2 separate regions of the Mus musculus genome follow, and region 2 is linked to region 1. Evidence: chromatin contacts called from public HiChIP or PLAC-seq data. All regions are on one chromosome and are shown on one strand. Each heading gives the region's core, a stretch centred on a gene start, on an enhancer-like site or on the middle of the called end of the contact. The rest is flanking DNA. Distances are from core to core; before and after follow the strand shown. Region 1 has its middle 22 kb from the start of Epas1. Region 2 overlaps Mcfd2 (multiple coagulation factor deficiency 2).

Region 1 (7,366 bases), core at 1,588-4,087:
GTATCTCTACCTCTACCTCACTGTCCCTCGTCACCCAAGTGACTTTACCTCCCAGCAGGAGTCCCCCCTCCACCCCCAGAGCTACTGCCCATCCCCTTCCCTCCCTCAGAGAGGGTGTCAGCAGAAGCCCTGGGAAGCCTTGTTAACCCAAGTGACAGCCGCATCCCTCCACCTGATAACTCATATCAAAGTTTTCTTCTCAGGATGGCAGTTCAGGAGGTGAGGTTTTCTTGACCTGGAAGAGTGAGTGGTTAAGGTTTTGTTTGGGAAAATGGTTTCTTTCTATTCTGTCTGTCCCCGAATCTGGAGTTGACAGGAATATCCAGAAGAAGGCAGAGAGATGACTCCGGAAATGGCTCCTGTACCAGCCATCCTTTCTCCATAACTGACATCCTCCTGTTAGGGTTTAATGGTGGTGATGAGCTTCCTTCCGGGCACCTTTACAATGTTGCCTTTCCTGAGAGCAAACACATGGATGCTCTGAGTTCTCAGGACGCACGTACAAGAAGCCTCATAGGAAGCAACGCCGAGGGTCCGGATTCTCCCCCTGGTAAACCTATTCTCCGCCTCCTATCATGCACTGGGGACTTCTGTATCAGTGTGATGCAGGGTGAGGTCAGGCCTCACTCGCTTTATAGATGAAAGACTGAGACAAATGCAACAACAAAGCCTAGAGCTGCTGGGGCTGTTAATGCTTTGAGGATGACTGGTTATTAAACCACCACTATAGTGGACAATCATGAGACACGTATGTGGGAGATGGTTGAACTTGAAGTCTCTGAGCAGGCCAAGGATTGCCAGGAACAGACAGCTACAGGAGAGTGGGAAAGCCTTTGGATAGGAAAAGCTCTCAGAACTGGTCCATTGCTGGGACAAGACTGGTGAAGGAGATCAGGGAGAAGTATATCCAGGGGAGTTAGAGTCAGTCTGCAGAGAACCTAAAATCCCAGACCCCGGTGTATGAACCTTGCCCTTTGGGCAAACCCTTGCAGGTTTCTGAGTAAAGGGGGTGACCTGGAAAAGAAGCTTCAGAAATTTCACGCTAAGCTGTGAGTCAGAGACCTTCCATTCCATCCATGGGACATGACAGGGACGTGGATCAGGACTTTGAGGACTGGAATCAGGAGACAAAGACAGAGTAAGGATCTTCAAACACCCCCACTCCACTGACCTTGGGCAGCCCAGCACATGTTTATAAGAACTTGGCCTCTGTTGCAGAGGCGCCACAGCCCCAGGAGTGCTTAGGTCCCTAGGGGAGGGAGAGGAAGCCCATCGATGGCTAGGGTTTCCAGGAGTTGTGTGGTCAGCCCAGACTGGCACCCAGAGCAGGGGTGGAGTCAGGGAGAGGGGTGGCTGCTCCTATTCTCTTAGACACAATGCCTCTTGAGCCAGCCATTTTTCTATAATGAAAATGAGACTTTTCCTCCTATACCAGCCTCTTGCCTACAGGAAATCTGTATCCTAGAAGTCCGCAGCTGTGAATACAGTCTATTAAATAGCTAGAAGCATGGTAGAGGTTGCCTTTTGAAGGGTTCTAAAGCCTTCTCTGCGACCAGAGAGGTCAAGTAAGGACTGTTGATCATTCTGCATTTCATTATTGAGACCTAGTCTGTACCAGCTGCTGGCTACTGAGGACTCTTGAGGGGAATACAGCCAGTCACGGCCAATGGGACCTGAGAATGCATCAACTTAGAACTGTACTATGGCCAGACACTGGCTGGTGGATTTCTGCACCAAGTGTCATAGATGCAGTAGATGGAGTTAGAGTGGGCAGGGGGGAAAGTAGATAGAGGCTCCACAGAGAATGTGATGTGGTACAAACTCTCAGAGGAAGAGACACATGGGAGAAACCTGGGTCTGAAGTCTGGACCTACTGAGCCCAGAGCCCTGGGTCCCGGAAGGGGACCACAACTGGAGAGATCAATTGGATTCAAGTGATGTGGATGTCAGTAGACATCCCAAAATGGATATGATTTATTTATTTATTATATGTAAATACACTGTAGCTGTCTTCAGACACACCAGAAGAGGGCATCCAATCTCATTACAGATGGTTATTAGCTACCATGCGGTTGCTGGGATTTGAACTCAGGATCTCAAGAAAAGCAGTCAGTGCTCTTAACCACTGAGCCATCTTACCAGCCCAGCCCAAGTGGATACAGTTTATCCTGGCAAATCATGGGCGCCACTGAAACACAGATATGGCTACTCCCCTATGACTGGGGTGGTGGGCACATTGCTAAGAGAAAAACCAACAGGAAGTTCACTTTTGCCAGCCAGACTTCCCAAGCTGGGCACAGTCCTTCCTCTTTTCTTCACCTATAATGCTCTTCCCAGGGAGCTGTCTGCTCCTCTCTCCTCTTATCCATCTCCAGGCACCACTTATTCCTACTGTGTGTATGCTGCACTTACTATGTCTGCTGGTCTTTGTCAGTCAGAGCAAGGATGTTTGTGGTCCTCACTCCCAGCTCTCTGCTCCTTGCTCTGTCCCCAACAGGCAGATGACACTCAGCAATTGTTTGTGGATAGCGTGAGTGAATGGATGACTGACTGACTGAATAAATGATTGATTGAATGAATGAATGAATGAATTTTTTTCCTCAACACAGAGCCCTAAGAAGATGCACAAGAAGCAAGAAATACCTTCTTCACTTGTGGGAATCAAGGCAGGAAGGAATGCCCCCACCTCTGCTCTAAGCCTTCAAGGTCTGTTTTTGGTCCCAGCGTGGTGGCACAGTCCCCTCCCCATGCCCAGCAGGGCACTTGGCATAGCCCAGGGCGACGTGCCACTCCTCGGCAAGCACTTCCTCCTTCAGTGGGCCCCGCCCTGCCAGGCTGCCTGCTCTGTGCCTCCCGGAAATGCCTCCCTGCGAGGCCGGCTGGCTAGGTCCTCCCAGAGCGACAATGGCTTGCAGGAAGGGCCAAGCAGAGGAGGAAGCCTGGGCGGGGCTTTCTAGGAAGCGACCTTTGCAGGCCTCCTCTCAGCTTGGGGTCACCAGGGCCTTTGGTTGCTTTGTGCCAGTCACTATGCTCCCTGCCAAACCCATTTCCACAGCCACAGGAGACCCTCTGAGTAGGGCCCATGACACTGAAACTATCCTGGTGTTCCTGTATTGATTCATAGCTTTAGATTTAATTTAGACTTAAGTGAAAAAGAGAAAGCCACAGCATTCTATTAGGATTGTTACGGGGCACTCTCACAAAGGCTGCTAATTCATCCGATTTTTTTTTTTAAATAAAATGATCGGAGGCAGTGTGAAATCTTGGCTGAAATTTTAGCTAGTAAAAGTAGGAGTGCTCTTTATTAATTTTTTCCCCCACTTTTCTGTAACCTTAAAAGTATTTCAAGCCCCAGGGTAAGTAGCACTCCCTTTTAATCCCAGCAGAGGCAGGAGGATATCTGTGAGTTCAAGGCCAGCCTGATCCAAAGAGAGTTCTAGGAGAACCAGGACTACATAGAGGAAACCATGTCTTGAAAAAAAACAAAAAAACAAAACAAACAAACAAAAAAACTAAATCCAAACCAAACAACAAAACAATGTACTTCCAATTAAACCTGAAGTAAAGGACTGGCAAGACGGCTCAGCTGTGAAGAACATAGATTGCCATTGTAGACGAGCTGAGTCTGGTTCCCAGCGCCCAATTTCCTGGAACTCTAGCTCCCAGGAATCAGATGTGTCTGGCCTCTGTAGATAGCAGCAGTTACACAGGCACATACTCACGATTTAAAAGTCTTTTAAAAAGTGAAAGAAGCACCAGGAATAGCCAGATTTGAATTTTCTTTTCCATGACGACCTCTTGGAGGTTTCCTGACTTAATGTCCTGGATTTGACCTTTGGCAGTGGTCTTCAATCATCCGGGAGAGCAAGGTGCCATGGTATCCTCTGGAGGACAAAGGAACTTGCTTGCTTTCTCCCCCAACCTTTTCTTAAAATTTAGGATCAAAGGCATGCACTACCACCTCTAGCAAGATTAGTTCTGTGCTCTTTTTGATTACATGTATGTGAGTGTGTGTACGTGGAGGAGCGTGTACGCAGGTGGGCACAGGCACCCACAGAGGGTCCTCTGGGCCTAGATTTGCAAGCTTGGGTGCTGGGAACTGAATTTGGCTCCTCTGCAAGAATAGTCTATGCTCTTCGCCCGTAAGCCCCTGAGTCATCACACCAGCCTCAAGAAGGAGCTTTCTAGACTCTCTGGAGTCTCCAGAGCTGTACAGCTGCTTTGCTACGCAAAGGGTCAGCACTGGTTACTCGGCTTCCTGTAGGGTTTATTTCCATCCTATCCTCTGGACCTGTGGTGTCGGCCCATGAAGGAGACAGTGAAGAACAAACCTGAAAGCCACCAAATGTGTGTTTTCCTGAGACCTGGAAGGAAGGAGAAGAGCAGAGGCTGAGAAGATGCTGGGACTCACTGGATCCTCTGGGTGAGGGAATGCTGGGTCTCACCGGATCCTCTGTGTTCATGAGAGTGTTTTATGAAGGCTCCACTAACTGAAGATTGCAGTAAGAGAGACTTGAGTAACCCCAAGATGACACTAGGATATGTTCACATCTCTGTCTGTTCACATCTCTGTCCGTTCACACGCTGAGAGGACCTTTCTCCAGAATAAATGCCTAGGCTCTTCCAATAAGACCCTTCTCTCTCATTGGACATTTACATCTGATGAGAATGAAGATCCTAAGCATATTTTGATGTCTTAAGACATCTGAAATAGGTATAGAGGGTGGAGCTCAGGTGGCAAAGTTTCTCTTAGCATCACACAGCCTCGACTGGTGCTCAGTGCAGCATGATAGAACATTGTGGTGCAAGCCCATAATCCTAGTATTTATTGAGCAGTGGTGGTGTGAAGAGCAGCTCAAGGCCATCTTTAATTGCACAGTGAGTCTGAGGCTACTTTGGAATATATGAAACCGTGGCTAGATAGAGAGATAGATAGAGCACTGAAATCATTATATATACTAGAGGAGAGTGAGAACCATATACATCATATATATGATATGCATGTGATATGACATGATACACACATGTGTGTGTATGTAAGAGAGTGGGGAGAGAGAGACAGAGAGAGACAGAAACAGAGACAGACGGAAATAAATCCTCTGGTACCTCTAAGAATTGAGAATTGGTTGGGATTGTTTTGCTTAAAGGACTGTTCTATAAAGATTGGTAAATGATCAAACTACTGTCTAGGGAAATGACTGCTTATGGCCATCTAAGCCATAAAATCACTCTCAACTACGTACTTCCTGCTCAACTGGGCCATAGAGTTTGTTGAAGATGGAGTGCCCTTCCAGACAATTTAGTCATAGGCTCAGAAATCTTAAGCTTCCTTTACAGGAATAGCTATCCATGAAAATTACCCTTGCTATCACCCGGGAGTTGGAAAGCTGAGAGCCTGGGATATGGTTCAGTGGTACATAGTGGTCTAGTCTGTCCACCATGCATGTGCACGACCCCAAGCTTGATCCGCATATTCCCACTACCAAAGGGTAGGGAGATATGCTAAAAATTCTTCACAGTTGGCTCAAGAAGCCAGGCCTGGTGGTGTAAGCTTCCAGGAAATTGAGGCAGGAGGATTGCTATGAGTTTGAGCCAAGCTTGTGTGCTATAGAGTAAGATCCAGGACATCCTGGGTTACAAAGTGAGCTCCTTTCTTAAAATGAATAAGAAATATCTATATCTATCTAATCTATATCTATCTATATATATCTATATATCTATACATCTATACATCTATATCTATACCTATACTATACCATCTATCTATCTATCTATCTATCTATATCTATATCTATATCTATCTATCTATATATCTATCTATCTATATCTATCTATCTATCTATCTATCTATCTATCTATCTATCTATCTATCTATCTATATATAAAGTTTAGCTTGACTCAAACTCCTTCAGACACATTCGTGACATTCAGCTGTCCCTCCATTATGCAGAGCTTTAGCGGGTGGCCAGAGAGGCATCTCTCTGTGGATGTGCTGCGGTTAGTCAATCACAAAAGAAGGATGTGTGTGCCTGAAGGGTCTCCAGAGCATCCTTCTAAGAAACCCTTTGTCCTTAGTAACTCACCCAGAGCTAAGCCAGGTCCTGGGGGATCCTGCACACCCCCTGCTCGGCCTGTGCACTGTGGGCACAGGAAGCACGCTTTTGCCACTTGCGGGTTTTCTTCTGGATCGCTGGCTGTCTCATTTTAACCCTGGGCAGTTACACTGGGCCATTCACAGTGGCAGGTCCACACTTTACAACTCCCAGCTCCAGAGCCTTACATGTTCGGGAAGCCTTGAGAAGAGAGAGAGAGAGAGAGAGAGAGAGAGAGAGAGAGAGAGAGAGAGAGAAACATCCCAGGGATGTAGAGACCTGGATGGCTACTCTGTGAAACCTGGCTTTGGATCCTAGAAACCCATCCTACCTACCATATAGCCTCTGGGTATAAGATAGTTCTTAAAATTGTTTCTCTAGTTTTTTCCTTGTCTATCAGGAATTGAATCAATAGACAGTCCATGGTTTCTCCTACCCACGTTTTGAAATACACAATCAACAAATGGAGTGAAAATCAGCTGTACTGTATGTAGACAGGGTACCTGGTGACAAAGGTATCCTGCTGGTGTCCTGGAGAGGAGCAGATGACCCTTCAGCTGGGGGAGGTCCTTCACTGAGCCTAGTCAGAGTGTAAGCTGCTTGACACATCCCTTTGACCCTGCTCTGTGTTCTAAACCATTAGATCCCCTCAGTTCACCTGGGTGAGAGAGGAAGAATGGGGAGCCGGCCGCCATGCAGGCAGGCACAGAAGACTTCCTCTTCATCCCACCAAAGGGAGGGAAGAGGACACCCTGCCTCTACAACTTATTTGGCAAATGGCATAGATTGAATTATGAAGTAGAGAACTGGGATTAGGCACTGGCTGAGAAGAGCCGGAAAGCAGCCAGTCCATTAACCCATCAAGGGTCTCTGACAGGCAGGGAGGAAGTTTTCAATTCAATTCCACGACACTCAGATCTCCTCGGTGCAAATGCCAAGACAATCTGGGAAAGAGAAGAACTGAGAGATCCCTGCTTGACTTTCTCCACTGCAGAAGCTCACACTGTGCTGCCCCGAATGGACGGAGGAATGCACAGAGCGCACACAGAGGGGAGGAAGCGGTAGTTCTACAAGGAGACAGCTGAAGGAGAGTATTATAATACGGCCCTGACAAGTGACATTGTGTGCAAGAAAACAAACCTAAAGTGACCACCTACTTTCATGTCGTCCTGTCAGCAGCAGGGCCCTGTGTTGGGTAGAACACATTTTCAAATCTAAGTCTATAAATGAGTCTGTAGTTATAGCAGTAATCCCCCAGAAGAAAACAACAGTCC
Region 2 (7,366 bases), core at 3,322-5,821, 520 kb before region 1:
GAAAGCCCTTTGGAGGAGCCCAGAAGATCATGTGTGGATCCCAGACATTGAGACAAGAAGCTGTAACATTGAAGTTGCCTTAGACATCTCAAGATGTTTGAGACGACAGAGCCGTGGGCTATCTGCTGAGGAAAGCTAACAGGGAGTGGGGCCAGCCCAGGAAAAGAAGCTTGTTGCAGTCAACAAAGACAAAAAGGAGTTGGAGATCTGAAGACTGCTTTGACATCAGCCATGGAGATGCAGAGTTTGGAGTTTGCCTGGATGGTTTCCTGTCTTGCTTTGGGGATTACAGTTAAGTGATTGGATGAATCTCAGAAGAGACCTTGAACTTTAGGTTTTTAACGTTTTAGACTATGGGGACTGTGGAAGTTGGAGTGAATGTATTTTGCATTATGTTATGTTTAGGTATGGTCTGCACAAGCCTATGGGGGCCAGGGAGTGGAATGTCATGGTTCTATATGCTTGGCCAAGGGAGTGGCACTATTAGAAGGTGTGGCCCTCTTGGAGTAGGTATTGCCTTGGAGTAGGTGTGTCACTGTGGGCTCGGGCTTTAATACCTTAGTCCTAGCTGCCTGGAAGTGAGTCTTCCACTAGTAGCCTTCTGGTGAAGATGTAGAACTCTCAGCTCCTCGTGCACCATGCCTGCTTGGATGCTGCCCTGTTGCCACCTTGATGATAATAGACTGAACCTCTGAACCTGAAAGCCAGCCCAATTAAATGTTGTCCTTTATGAGACTTGCCTTGGTCATGGTGTCTCTTCACAGCAGTAAAACCCTAAGACACCTTCCCAGTGGTTGCTGATCTTTTCGTGGGGATAGATGGTGGGGGATGGGTAAAATAGGTTGGGGAAATCTTTGCAAATGCCACAGGATGCTAATCTAAGCCCAGAGGGGCAGAACTTTGCATTGAACCAGCAATTAACTACGGTATCCATGGTATGATGTAAGTTAGTCTTCAGGGAGCTTGCCTGGCTGAATTGTCTTGTTGATCTTAATTCCAAGTTCATTAAGATGTAACATGAGTTTTTCTGTAGCTTTTCTTTGTGATGGTTAAAGTTATGAGACCCTCTCAGGACCCTGGCAGGTGCACAAGGTGGGGACGGTGGCCTCCTCTCCAGGTCACTGCTTTGAGGTTGATAGGACCAGCTTGGTTGCTTCCCTCGGCTCCCGTGGTCTTTCTCGAAGCCCTGCCTCTCTCCATCGCTCTCCATCACACCGTCAGTGAGTCCACCTGAAGCCACGCCAGCCTAGTCATGACTTGACAGTTGCTCCCACTTGTTCTCAGGAAGTGTCAGCCTCTTGGCTCCACATGTGCCCGCTGCCTTAGCACTTGCTCGCCTTCAGCTGCCATTGTCCCCCAGCTCCAGTGTCTGCCCAGGACTGGCTGAAGCATTACTGGCTCTGTCAGCCGTCACCCAAGGAGATTTCTTCGGAACTCCCAAAGGTTCTTTTCTGTTTTGAAAACCCCTCACTCTGCTTTTGTTGTACTCAACTAGGAAGCGTTTCTCTCTCTGGGCTGCTATACAGAAATAGTCTCTGGATCCTTGCATGCTCTTGGGTGACTGCTCAGCCCTCGGACATTAACAGATCTGTGGATCTGTACTGCCCAGTTCGGTGATGGGAAGCAGGTGAGCTGGGGCAGAATTGGCTTGCTCTCCTCTCCTCTCCTCTCCTCTCCTCTCCTCTCCTCTCCTCTCCTCTCCTCTCCTCTCCTCTCCTCTCCTCTCCTCTCCTCTCCTCTCCTCTCCTCTCCTCTCCTCTCCTCTCCTCTCCTCTCCTCTCCTCTCCCCTCCCCTCCCCTCCCCTCCCCTCCCCTCCCCTCCCCTCCCCTCCCCTCCCCTCCCCTCCCCTCCCCTCCCCTCCCCTCCCCTCTTCTCTCCCCTCTTCTCTCCCCTCTTCTCTCCCCTCTCCCCTCTCCCCTCTCCCTTTCCGCTTTTCTCCCCTCTTCCCTTTTCTCCCCTCTCCCCTCTCCCCTGTGTTTGGAGACAGGGTTTCTCTGTGTAGCCCTGGCTATCCTGGTACTAGCTCTGTAGACTAGGCTGGCCTCGAGCTAGGAGATGTGCCTGCCTTTGCCTCTACTTTCCAACTGCTGGGATTAAAGGTGTGCACCGGCACCCTAGGCTGACCTTTTCTGTGGTACTGGGAGTGGCACCCAGCTCCTGGCACACGCACGCTGAGCAGGTGCCCTCCTCTGCCCGTTCTCAGTGCTCTTGTCTGCAGCCTCACGCCTCCCAGGATTCCAGAAGCTCTGGTACTGTGCCTCACCGTCTGTGTTTCTTACCTTCCAGGTACCCACCCGGAAGCATGGCAACCCTACAGCTGCTCAGAGCTCCCTTGCTGTGTGTCCTGCTTTGGGTCTTTTGTGCTCCAGGTGCCAGAGCCCATGACCACGGGGCTGATGTCCATCATGGCAGCGTGGGCCTGGATAAGAGCACAGTGCACGACCAAGAGTATGTATTCAGTGGGGCAGCGCTCTGCGTCCCTGCCATCTGCAGCCATAGCTCATAGGCTGCCCCCGCCTCCTCCCGTCCTGTCACTTTATAGGGCCCCTGAACAGTTTTCAGTGCTCAACATTATCCCTTGGGACTCCTGGTAGTAAGATACCTGTCTTCAGCATCTCACGGTTGGGGGCTCTTGAAGCCTAAACACACCGAATTATTTGTCAGAATTCAGACTTCCTCCTTCCCCCTTCCCTGTCCAGCACATGCAGTAACAGAATCCAGAATGTACTCATGGTTTCCTGATTACGACAAGGCGTTTTCAGTGACACATTCCAACACTGAGTCTTCCTTGGCCAGTAAACTTCACGTTTAGCTTCGTTATCTGTTTTTTGCTTGTTTGTGTATTTGAGACAAGGTCTCAGTAGATACCCTGGTTAGTCTGGAGCTTGCTATTAAATTGGTAGTTCAAAAAATATTGTAACCAAGGTCTAACAGTAAAAAGAAGGTGCCAGGTGGCCGCTGTGCTGTGGCCCTGCACCTTTGGTGGCCCTGGCTGTGTGCTATGTTCTTGACCGTGGACTGTTTCAAAGCCCTTCTAAGGTGTTGACAAGTCTGACTGTTGGTTTTCAGGCACATCATGGAACATCTGGAAGGTGTCATCGACCAGCCAGAGGCGGAGATGTCCCCACAGGAACTGCAGCTCCATTACTTCAAAATGCATGATTACGACGGCAACAGTTTGCTTGACGGCCTAGAGCTCTCCATAGCCATCACTCACGTGCACAAGGAGGTAGGTCAAGGAGGAGGCAGGGTTGGGCATCTGAGTAGACAGTGCCCACGCTGGTGACCTGTGCTGTGTTCCTGCCTCAGCAGAGCATTATCCGGTTTCTGTATCCCACCCTCACCCCAGAGAGGCTAAGCCTGGTTGGCCCAAGCTAAAATGTTGACATTTTCACTACAGCTGGAGTTTGAGGGTCCGGCCAAAAAACCACAGTGTAGGGCACAGGAAAGCGGTCATTTCATCTGAGAAGAAGGGTGACACCGGGACCAAGGGGCAGAGCTTTGGAAGTAGGTGGGGGTTGTGTCATACTGTGAGGTACTTCCTGCTGTCCCAAGGCATGGTCATGTCAGGCTCCCTGCCTGCCTGCATCAATAGGGGAGACACTTACTCTGCTTGATGGAGGCGGGGAGGGGGTGAGAGATGAGAGGCAGTAGGGAGCCCAGCAAGCTTTCACTGCAGTGGATTCTGTGTGGAGGTGACACTACTGTCAGAGGAGTCAGGATCCAGCAGTCCTGGCACGGGAGTGGCAGTGTGGCCATGACATTGGTGTGGGAGATGGACCAAGGTGGTCTCCACGAGAATGGCCAGAGCTTTGTCGCAGGCACAGCCCTCTGTCAGCAGCCTCTAGAACAGGGCGCTGCTTTCTCTTCAGCAGTGTTTTGCAGTGTTTTCTTCCTCTTGTTTTGACCTTGAGGTGTTCATTGTCACTGTTCCCATTTTCTTAGGCAAATTGTGCAGTAGGCTGACCCTGTGGAGGAATCAGGCAGTGAGCTCTTGCCTTAGGATGGGTGTAGAAGTCACAGACTCTGACAAGCGGTTCTTTGTAATCCAGACCCAGCTGTCTGCAGTGTCTGTACATTACCTTGTTACTATATCAACAGTGATAAAAAGCCAGGACCTGTTTTTATCCCATCTTTCTGTAGCTGGCATATGTAGTTTCTCACTTGGAGTTTTATAAATTGACCCTGCCTGGCCTGAGTCTGGATTCCTAGAAGTGGCACATTCTCCCTCGAGGGCTCCTAGATAAGTGACCCTTGTAGGCGTTTGCTAATGCCCTCCGTAATTCTGCCCCTCACCGTCTTGTGTACCTCTCGGTAGGAGGGGAGTGAGCAGGCGCCAGTCATGAGCGAGGATGAGCTCGTCAGCATCATAGATGGTGTCCTGAGGGACGATGACAAGAACAACGACGGCTACATCGACTACGCTGAGTTTGCAAAGTCACTGCAGTAGACCGTTGGCTCTTTCCTTTGTGCACATGTGACCCTTGCTAATGTGATGGATGTGTCTGGTAATGCGAAACAACTTATTTCCGTCTACTGCTCAGCACTTTGGTAAGAGCCTGTGGCAGTCTGTAAGAGTGGGGTGAGGAAGAAGCCACATGACTGTGGAGAGAAGTGGGACAGGCCTCAGTCCCTAGAGGTGTGTTTAAGCTTGTTGGGCAAGAGCTGGATGCGGATCTTCGGAAGGGCGGTGGGTATCCCGAGTTCTCAGGAATCCGACTGTAGAATGCCACTCTGACTTCTTGATGTTAATCCATGCTACCTAAAGTAAAGACAGGCTGCTTGGCCAAGTGGACACACTTGAGAAACAGTGGAGGGAGAGTGTGAAAGCCACACGCTTGCCCTGGTTGGTCCTGTCTTTAGGCAGATGTGGTCAGTATTCTGTTCCCCAGGCATACAGCATCATATATTAAAGCCACAGCAGAAGAGGAATGTCGCCCACTGAGGCCACCCAGATGCAGAGTCTAGGATTCCTTGCCCACTGGCCTTTTGGAAATGAAGCACCACTGGCCTGAATAATTAGCCTTTTCCAGATCTTCAGTATCTTCCACAACTACTGCCATACCCTGTGTTGTATCATTTGACCAGGAGGGAAACCTTGAATTGGGGTGTGTTCTCTAATCACTTTCCACTGTCTGAGCTTTCCTGACCCCTGTATTGTATCCTTGCTCCCAGGGCTCCCTTCATGGCTTGTGAACTGTTAACTTGGTATCTCAGGTTAAACTGTCAGCTGGTCTAGCCTGAGCGAGGCCTGAGACCATCAGTCACTAAGAGCAGTGGCTAACCTCATCGAAGTTGGAAGGAATGTTTTTAAAATTACCTCTTCGAGCCTGAATACAAAGAATAAAAGAATAAAAGAATTCTTTTAATTTCAGGGAAGATCAGAAAAGAAAGCCTAAAGCCCTTTAGCGTTGTGAACCTCAGTAGTAGCTGAAAGAGAAGCTGCCACAGGTTGTACTTGCTCTGTGAGATGTTGTAGACATTCCGTAAGAGAATCCAGAATGATAGCAGGATCAGGAAAGAAATGGAGCCAAATCTGCTCTAAGGTGAATAGAGACTTATTTTTCTTTATTAAAGTATTCTTGTAAGACAGTTTTCTGTGTCAAGTATTTGTGAAATCAGAGCTGACATGTAAGCTATTCTTGTAATATCTCATTATTTTGAAAGATTTATATAATGAACTCTGGCTATCTGACAATAAAATGGATGAAAAAGCAAGCAGCTGTTGACGTTGACTCTGTCCCCCATGAAGCCTCCTGCCGCATGGAGGCTGGATCAGTGCCAGCATTCACACCTGCCTTCCTCCCAGAAGCTGTGAGGTAGCTCACCAGGCCCTGGGCCGTTCTGTCTTGCACAGGGGATTCTGTGTTCAGCTTCTCTTTCCTTTTTAGCGTGGTTTGTATCCTTCCGAATGAACTCGCTTTTGAATCTTCCTTCTCCGGCTGGATTCTGGTTGTGACAGTTCTCTCTCGGGTGGGCAAACACACTGTTTCCCCTTGAGTCTGCTAACTTACTGATTATAGATCACATTATTGGAGTGCTCCGTGGTCCAAGTGTCAGAGCAGTCTCTCTGGGATTCTGAAAATGACACACTTCTGCCTGTGATAAAGATTCCTCCCCGAGCCCTGAGGCCCTTAGACTGTGTCCTGGCCCTCCGTGCAGAGCTCCTTGGAAGGATCTTGGCAGTGGACTCAGACCTGGAGGAATTTTACTGTCTGGCAGCCTGGGAGTCGGCCAGGACAGAGAAGGTCCTTCAGAGATAGAATTGGATGGTTAAGCAGGAAAGGTAGGACCTCTCCTCCGTGGCTGCCTCTTCTTGTCACCTCTACGGTCCTGTCCTTGCTTGCCTTTCCTGATGGGAGAGTGAGTGTCTGGGACGTTAGTGACACATCCCCTAGGCAAGGCTTGATCCTCTGCCTGTGAATGCTACGGGGCCAGCTGTGACCTGCCTTACCTGTAGAATGGAGCAGTGCCCGGGAGAGGCAGCCCTGCCGCAAGGTCCAGGAGCCGCAAGGTCCGGGAGGAGCTACGTTTAGGTTTCAGGCCAGCAGCCCCTCATCTATAAAGTCCTAAACTCTAATTTCTCATCTAAAAATGAACTAAGAAGGGAATTAAGAAATCACAAAGGCATTAAGAAGATAACAAAACAAGAGAAAGCCAGGGCTGGAAAGATAGGTAAGTTGGGAAAGTGCCTTGCAAGGGTGATGGGCCAAGCTTGGTCTTAAGCACCCACAAAGTCATTGTGATGGTGTACAGTTGTTACCCTGGCACTGGGGAGACAGGGGCACGTGGACTGTTGGAGTTCTGGCCAGTCAGCCTCAGTAATTGGCAAGCTTTGGGTCCCAGTGAGAGACCCCGCCTCAGAAGACAAGGTGGTGCTCCCATGAACGACACCTGTGGCTTCCATGACTGTGCTCTGGTGTCTGTGCACTCATATCTGCCACATAAGACCGAACTACAGCCCCCCCCCCCCCTGCCCCAGGTAGTGTCATTCTAGAGTGTCAACATCCTGCTTTTCATTACATTCCATCCTATCAGGGGCTCTGGGGTAGGTTTAAGAAAGTGATAGAGATGGGCTTTAAAAATAAATGGTAACTAACGGGCCGGAGAGACGGTCCAATTCTCTGTTCTGACTTCCTCAGTCACTGTATGTATGTAGTGCACTTACATACATGTAAGCACTCATACACATCAAAAAAAGATACATATATACACATACTATATATACATATACCACACACACACATATCCATGGCTATCCTACAACTTGCCTTTTGATGATCAGGCTGGCCTTGAACTGACAGAGATCTGTCTGTCTCTGCCTCCGGAGTGCTAAGATTAAAGACATGTTCTACCACCACCTGG

The links. HiChIP or PLAC-seq counts read pairs in DNA pulled down with a chosen protein or histone mark.
Region 2: a contact with region 1 is called in an H3K27ac HiChIP or PLAC-seq map of acute myeloid leukemia, with 2.5 times the contacts expected there. The contact joins two enhancer-like sites.

The regions. Positions count from the first base shown.
Region 1 is chr17:86,727,767-86,735,132 of GRCm38.p6, reverse strand. No RefSeq gene overlaps it. Among named protein-coding and RNA genes, the nearest start is that of Epas1, 22 kb to the left of the region's middle. Within about 2 kb of position 2,837, at least 230 of the 459 cell types and tissues checked have an H3K27ac peak or open chromatin away from gene starts, as enhancers often do. A contact at or near this core is called in acute myeloid leukemia, where this site is marked.
Region 2 is chr17:87,253,011-87,260,376 of GRCm38.p6, reverse strand. Mcfd2 (multiple coagulation factor deficiency 2) reads left to right here. Exons shown (of 4, transcript NM_139295.3): 2 at 2,288-2,449; 3 at 3,071-3,230; 4 at 4,320-5,934. The coding sequence starts at 2,304. The coding sequence ends at 4,451. Among named protein-coding and RNA genes, the nearest start is that of Mcfd2, 9.3 kb to the left of the region's middle. Within about 2 kb of position 4,571, at least 59 of the 459 cell types and tissues checked have an H3K27ac peak or open chromatin away from gene starts, as enhancers often do. A contact at or near this core is called in acute myeloid leukemia, where this site is marked.